2 separate regions of the Gossypium hirsutum genome follow, and region 2 is linked to region 1. Evidence: chromatin contacts called from public Hi-C data. All regions are on one chromosome and are shown on one strand. The core of a region is the stretch at or near the end of the contact, and the rest is flanking DNA. Distances in the headings are between cores, read along the strand shown.

What was found. A called contact is a pair of places that touch in the nucleus more often than the background predicts.
Region 2: a contact with region 1 is called in a Hi-C map of leaf, with 1.7 times the contacts expected there. The contact joins the promoter of LOC107935130 here to the promoter of LOC107940915 in region 1. A contact is called at or near these places in 10 of 34 Hi-C or Micro-C datasets (anther, callus, hypocotyl and 2 more).

Annotation. Positions count from the first base shown.
Region 1 is chrA09:84,201,875-84,205,746 of Gossypium_hirsutum_v2.1, forward strand. It overlaps LOC107940915 (pectinesterase), which reads left to right and starts at 1,927. Exons shown (of 2, transcript XM_016874380.2): 1 at 1,927-3,063; 2 at 3,159-3,872. The coding sequence starts at 2,079. The coding sequence ends at 3,859.
Region 2 is chrA09:84,351,323-84,354,815 of Gossypium_hirsutum_v2.1, forward strand. It overlaps LOC107935130 (FCS-Like Zinc finger 15), which reads left to right and starts at 1,952. Exons shown (of 2, transcript XM_016867684.2): 1 at 1,952-2,231; 2 at 2,335-2,841. The coding sequence starts at 2,035. The coding sequence ends at 2,539.

The sequences.
Region 1 (3,872 bases), core at 677-3,176:
ATTGGTTGAAATTACGATGAGGATATTGAAGAGTACATAGCCAAAGGATGCAGTAAAAGTAAAGAAAATTGAGAAAGAAGAAACTAACGGCCAGTGGTGAACGCATTCCGACTTCAAAAACAGGAGGAAGGCGTTGAAGTTGGGTAAGATTGTGGGACTAAGTCTACAAGTTGATGGAGATGAGGATGGAGTTTTGAGAGATTTGGCAGCAATAGAGTTAGCTTTGAAGAAAGTTTGATTTTGTTTTTTCTTTGGTGTACCTGTCAGTATCCTCAAACTTTCTTCTCTAAACCTCTCCTAATGTTTCCCATGAATGCCCGGCGCTAGCATGCAAACTATCTATGTTTCTCTAAAATACGAAACTCTCTTGATTTTGAATGCTGTTTGGGTTCATTGTCAAAGTCTCATAGACAGATGAAACCACGGTGTTTGAAAGTTAAATGAAAGTAATGGAGAGCAAATAAATAAATAAATATTAAATAAATTGAAGTTGGAGAGTGACTTGAGGTGAGCATGACCAGGCCAGACTCAATTAAAAATTTAGAACTGTTTGTTAGGTCTAGATCTGACCCAAAAAATAGGCTTAAAATGTTACATTTGCTCGATTTGAATAAAAATGTTAAAACTCGGGCTCAACTCGGCCCGGCCATATTAATTTTTATATTATTTTAAATAATATATAATACATCAAAAATTCTAAAAATATCAAAATAAATATTTCCTAACAAATTGAAAATAAATTTTAAAATATATATATACTTAAATAACACTAAAATAGATGCAACTTAATAAACAATTATCTCTAAAATAATAACAAAATTAACAATAAAATAAGTTTTATACAATATCCACACAATAACAACAAAATAATAGCAACATAATAGTAAAATAGTAGTAAAATAAAGAGAAAATAATACAAAAATAATATTAAAAAAACAAATCTTTTTTGTCATTTAGTGGATCCGGGCTGGGCTCAAGCAAAAAATTCATTACCCAAGGCCCGACACATTTTTTAAACGGGCTTTTTTTTATCCAAACTCATTTTTTGGAACTATATTTTTGCCTAAATCATTCCACATTTCGAGCGGACTTTCGCAGGTCTAGGTGAGTTGCATATAGAAATATTAAAAAATTGATAAAAAATAGAATTCATTAATATGAAGTTATTTGAATTAAATATATGTAATATTATTTTACCCCATAATTTTACATGATAATATTATGATTATAATAAAAATTAATATAATTGGTGCTCATGCACAGAGTTTGCTTTCACGGTAAAAAAAAAGTATAATAACAGTCAAATTTTAAACCTATTAGATTAAAATAAATAATTATAATGCATTTTATAATATTATTTTAAAAAAAATTATTCTTAGCCAATTTTAAACAATAATATTTTAATTAAAAAATAATTTTGAAAAAAAAAAGCCACAAAGAATGAATATATACCATATTATATTATATTATTTATGATATGATATGATTTCTTATAAATGTTTCGAACAACATTAGTTACCATTTAATCCACAAAGTTTTATTTATAAGTGTAAAAAAAAAACCTAAAATACGAAAGTTAATTTTCTGTGGAATGTGAAAAGATTAAAAAAAATTAATACTTAATTTACAATTCAGCGTTTAAATTATTTTTATATATTAATTAGTTCGATACTTAAAATATCAATTTATCTAAAAAATATTTTAGAAGAATTTCAAAGCCCGAGATTTTAGAAGAATAAGAAATCGAAGATTAAAACACTATAATTTTATAGAGCAATTAATATCCATGAAATTTAAACAAATTCTCACATCCGTAGGGCACTCTCCACCATGAAACATTTTAAACTAAATATGGTCATTTTTTCGGTTTTACCTAATTCATTTTTTAATATAAATATGGAACTTCAATAGCATATTATTCAAGCCTTTGCTTAAGGGGCCATAAGTGATAAGCAATAAACAACCCCACAACTTCAAGTAAGGTCAAGTAAGGTTTTCTTCTTTCTTGCTTTCTTTTCTTCAAAGGAAAGAAAGAGAGAGGAAGATACTTTTCTTGAAACAAAAAAAGTTGTTTAAAAATGGCAAATAATGCTATTATTGGTATCTGTGCGGTGTTCCTGGTGGCCATGGTGGTAGCCGTGGTGGTGGGTGTTACGCACATAAAAAACAAGAACGATGGTGAAGAGATATCGAGTTCGAACAAAGCTGTGCAAGCCCTATGTCAACCTACTAATTATAAAGAGACGTGCCAGAAAAGCTTGGCGTCGTCAAATTCTAGCGACGTTAAGGAGCTGATAAGGACAGGTTTCCAAGCCGGGCTAGTTGAGATAAAGAACGTGTTGGCCCATTCAGTGACGGTCCAAGAGTTGGCCAAGGATGAGAACAACAAAGCGGCACTTGGTGTTTGCCAAGAGGTGTTGGACTTAGCCATTGATGACTTTCAAAAGTCTTTCGACGTGTTAGGGGAATACGACATGAGCAAGATCGGAAAATACCTTTTGGAACTGAAGACCTGGCTAAGCGGTGCATTCACGAGTCAACAGACATGTATAGACTCATTCGCGCAATCAAGTAACGAATCATCGCAGAAGATGCAATCAATCTTGAAGACTAGCATGGAGATCACTAGCAATGCTTTAGCGATGCTTAATGGGTTATCCACCATCGTAAAGGAACTTAACATTCCAAACGTCGGCAACATCGACAGCACGGGGTTCAATCGTAAGCTTTTGTCGGCTGAGGATATGCCTGAGTGGATTAGTCAAGCTGACCGAAAACTCCTTCAAGCAAAACCAATGGATTTGAAGCCTAACGTTGTGGTTGCTAAAGATGGTAGTGGGAAATATGATACTATTAACAAGGCATTGGCTGAAGTCCCCGTGAAAAGTCCCGATCGATTTGTTATTCACATTAAGGCTGGTACTTACAAGGAAAAAATCAACGTGACCAAGCAGATGATTAATGTTGTATTCATCGGTGATGGCCCAACCAAAACCATCATCACAAATGACATTAGCGTTGCTAAAAATCCACCGGTTAGAACATACCGCACTGCAACTGTTGGTAAGTAGTATTATAGACATATATAAGTTTTGGTGGTGTGGTGAGGTGAGGTGGCTAACTAATATATATGTATGTATGTTTGTGAAATATTTTAGGTGTGGATGGGGCTGGTTTCATGGCCAAGGACATTGGATTCGATAACTCAGCAGGACCCGAAGGTCATCAAGCAGTGGCTTTTAGGGCAACTGCTGATAGGGTCATCATGTTCAACTGCCATTTCACTGGGTACCAAGACACTCTTTATGCTCACAGAGAGAGACAGTTATATACCAACTGTCTCATTACTGGAACGGTGGATTTCATCTTCGGGGATGCGGCGAGCATTTTCCAGAACTGTATGCTCATCGTGAGGAAGCCAGGGCCTGGCCAAAATTGCATGGTTACTGCACAGGGCAGGAATGATCTTGGAACAAACTCAGCCATTGTGCTTCAAAACTGCACCATCTCGGGCGCCCCTGATTACATCCCAGTGAAGGATACAAACAAGGCATACTTGGGGCGTCCCTGGAAACAATTCGCTAGGTCTATCATAATGCAATCTAAAATCGACGACATCATTCAACCAGAGGGTTATGCCCCAATGACAGGTACCATAGGAATAGACACTTCTTTCATTGCCGAGTTTGGAAATAGGGGACCCGGTGCTGATACCAGCCGTAGGGTAGCATGGAAAGGTATAAAAAAGATAGATATAAATGAAGCCAACAAATGGACTCCTCGCGTCTATCTTGAATCTGAGACTTGGATTCCGAGTTCCGGCGTTCCCTATAGTCCCAACATGGTCCCTGGAGTTTAAACAGCTTATTATT
Region 2 (3,493 bases), core at 702-3,201, 150 kb after region 1:
TTATATATTATTAGGTTATCTTTTATCAATAATTAATTAATCCCTCATTATTTATTTTATTTACCCTTTTCCACTTTTTTTCCTTTCACCAAAATAAAGTGGGAGTGAGAAAGAATAGAAGATTACCAACTTTATGAATATATTTTATAGTTGATTCATACCAATACTAATATTAACGTAATATTTATAAAAAAAATATATACATTAACAGAAATTTGATTATACATATGAGCTAGTATTTGGTATATTGGTAATTTTTTTTCTATAAACATTATTAAAAATAGTCATGTCTCCTTTTTTTAATATTTTTTAATATTTTATTATGTCCTATAATATATTTATTAACCCTCTAACCCTACTTGTGAAGTCTAATATTATTCATACATGTTTAATATTTTTAGGTTAAAATAAAGTGTAATAGTTAACATCGTTAAAATTATTTTATTAAATTTAGATCCATTATAACATCATTTTTTGTTAAATTGCTATCAAGTGTGTTTTCTTTTATTTCGAAATGTCACTCAAGAAATTTAACAAAAAAAAATGACAATGTTAACAATTAGACTTAAATTTTGAAATATAAAAAAAATTAAATTAAATTTTTGAAAATAAAATTTAAAAACTAAGTTTAAAAAATATAAAAACTTGGGAAAATATTTTTTATGGTATAACATAAATTATTTATCATTATATCCAAAATTGATAGATATACTTAAATGCTTCTCTTATTTGTCTTGCAATAAAAGAACACATCATTTGGAAGTTCAAAAAAAATATATATGAAAGGTAGTCTTTTAATGTTCTTTTCTTGGAGTCTTTTTGTTAAGTGATAGTTTTAATACATCTAGATAATGTGGTTGGAAGGATTGTGAATACATTCATTTTCATGGATGGTAAAATTGAGTATACATTACAAAATGTTTGCAATATATCATTACGAGATATTATTAAAATCAAACTAAATCAATTAGTTGAATTAAAAATTGATGGCCCCATCGATATTATAAAACTGAAGGAGAGAACTGTTGCAAAATCGGTTGAATTAGTTGAATTTTTTTTAAATCAGATCTAAATTAATTTAAATATTTAATTCTATGATTGTAATTTAAAAAATGAAGGTTTTTTGTTTGTTTCTATTATTGATTTTTTTATTTTTCTCTCTTCCTATTTTGTGAATTTAAAAAAAATTAAAATATTTATTTTATAAAGATTAAATTGAAAATTAATAGTCTAACAGATTCGATCGTTGGTACAAGTTGAATTCTTACAAGATTGATTATATACTAAATATTTTTTTCTTTAGACATTCTATTATACAACAAGTTGGTTTTTCATCCACTCTCACTTAAACTCCTTTTTTTCTTTTAATTTTCAATTTACAATCACATATCACTTATTGCAGGTAAAAGTATTATGAAAGTTTTTATATTAAAAGTTGTATTACATTTTGTCATTCATAATAAAAAAAAAATAAAGATGTTAGATGAAATAGTAAATAGATTATTTTGTTACAATTCCATTTATTTCAATGATTAAAAACTAAAAAATCTACATCAATATCGCACACTAAATATTACTATTCGATTATTTCATCAATTTTTAACAATAAATCTTAAAAGTTAATTTACTTCCATTATACTTTTTACTCTTTCTATAATAATAAAATAACATAATATAATTAACATCAAATTTAGAATTAAGATGAGAATTTTTTTTTTTAAAAAAATACAATATATATTCCATTTGGCGTGAAATGAATTGAAGCAATAACCGACAAATAACCAGAAAAAACAAAACAACATAAAATTCATTTTAAAAGAAAGAGAAGAAATTATTACTTAATAAATAAAACAGGATACGTGGCGGTTCGTTAGGAATAGAGAAGTCCAAATCCATTGGCCTTACGTGAAATCGTTTCTTTGGTTTTTATTTACAATTGCAATTGCAGCACCAACTCTCTCCTTATAGCTGTAAAAGGGTCCCCTTCTCTTTAAACAAAAACAAACCCTTTTTCTCTCTCAATTTATTCAAAAAATGGTGGGCTTAAGTGTAGTTTTAGAGAATCAAAGGATCAACGATAATGATATAATAATCAATGAAAAATCTCCACAAGTTATTAATAAAGCAACCATGTTTTGTTCATCTTCATCTTCCCCACTTCCTGCTTTTTTAGAGCAATGCTTTCTTTGCAAAAGGAGATTGTTACCTGGGAAAGATATTTATATGTACAAGTAAGTTCTTTCAATGGAGTTTTTTTCTTTATGTTTTCAAGTGACTGATTTTTTTGGGGTTTTTCCTTTTTTCTTTCTTTCTTTCTTTCTTTCTTTTGTGAAGAGGGGATAAGGGTTTTTGCAGTGTGGAGTGTAGGTGCAAGCAAATTTTCATGGATGAAGAAGAGAGTTTAAAGAAAGATAGTTGTTCTTTGGATGCCATTGTTAAACCTTCTTCAACTTCTGTAGCTTCAACTTCGTCTTCTTCCTCAGCCGCTCGTCACCACCGGAAACCTGAGAGAAACCGTGCCGGTGGCTTTGCTTATTGACTCAAAAAAAGGAAAACGGTTTTTTATTTTTATTTTATATAAGTTATTATTATTGATTTTTGTTTAAGGTTTTTTAAGGAGTATATGATCTAGCTGGTTCTTTTTAATGACAATCCGATCGTTTTTGCTTCTTGGTTAGTGGGATTTTGTGATGGTTAGCGGAATTTTGGTATTTTTTTTATGTTACAGATTTGTGAATGTTTTTCGATATCATTTTTAAAACTGTAATATATTTTATCATCTTTAAATGTAACTTTGATTGAGACGTTGGGATAGTAAATTGAGTTTTAAAAGTTTTGAGATATTTTTTATTTAAGTTAATTTTAGGTTTATTTAATTTTCATTGTTGTTGTTATTGTCTGATTAAATTATTGAGGTTTAAAGTTAAGGTTTTTACGAGTTGTATTATTAAAAAATTAAATCATTTCGGGTTTTAATCCTTATTTCTTTAAACTATTTAGAATTTTGGTTGTTTTGAGTTTGTGTCCTTTTGAGTTTGATGTTGGACTTTTTTTTATTAGGTCATTATAGGTTGGGATCATTTCGATTTTGATTAGTTTAAGATTTAAATTATTTACATAACATTAGTTTACATTTGGATCAATTCAAGTTTAGATTATTAGCTTCTTTTTTTTTTAATGATAAAATCAAAGTAAATTTAAGTTGAAATTAATGGGATTGGTTGTGTAAATAATTTACTTGATTGATCTAATTAAATTTAATCTCATATTAAGCAAATAATAGTAATAATTAAAAAATGCTAATTAAAGTTGGTTTTTTTTTGGGACAATAAAGTGGTGTAAGTTTGTTTTGTTCCAAAACGACAATGTTTCATTAATGCTGTTTCATCTGATACTGCATTCTAGTTCTTTGTTTTTTGGTTAAAATCTGACTAGGTCCCTCTGCTCTTCATAAATTTAGAATTTAGTCTTATACTTTAATTTTCAAAAATTT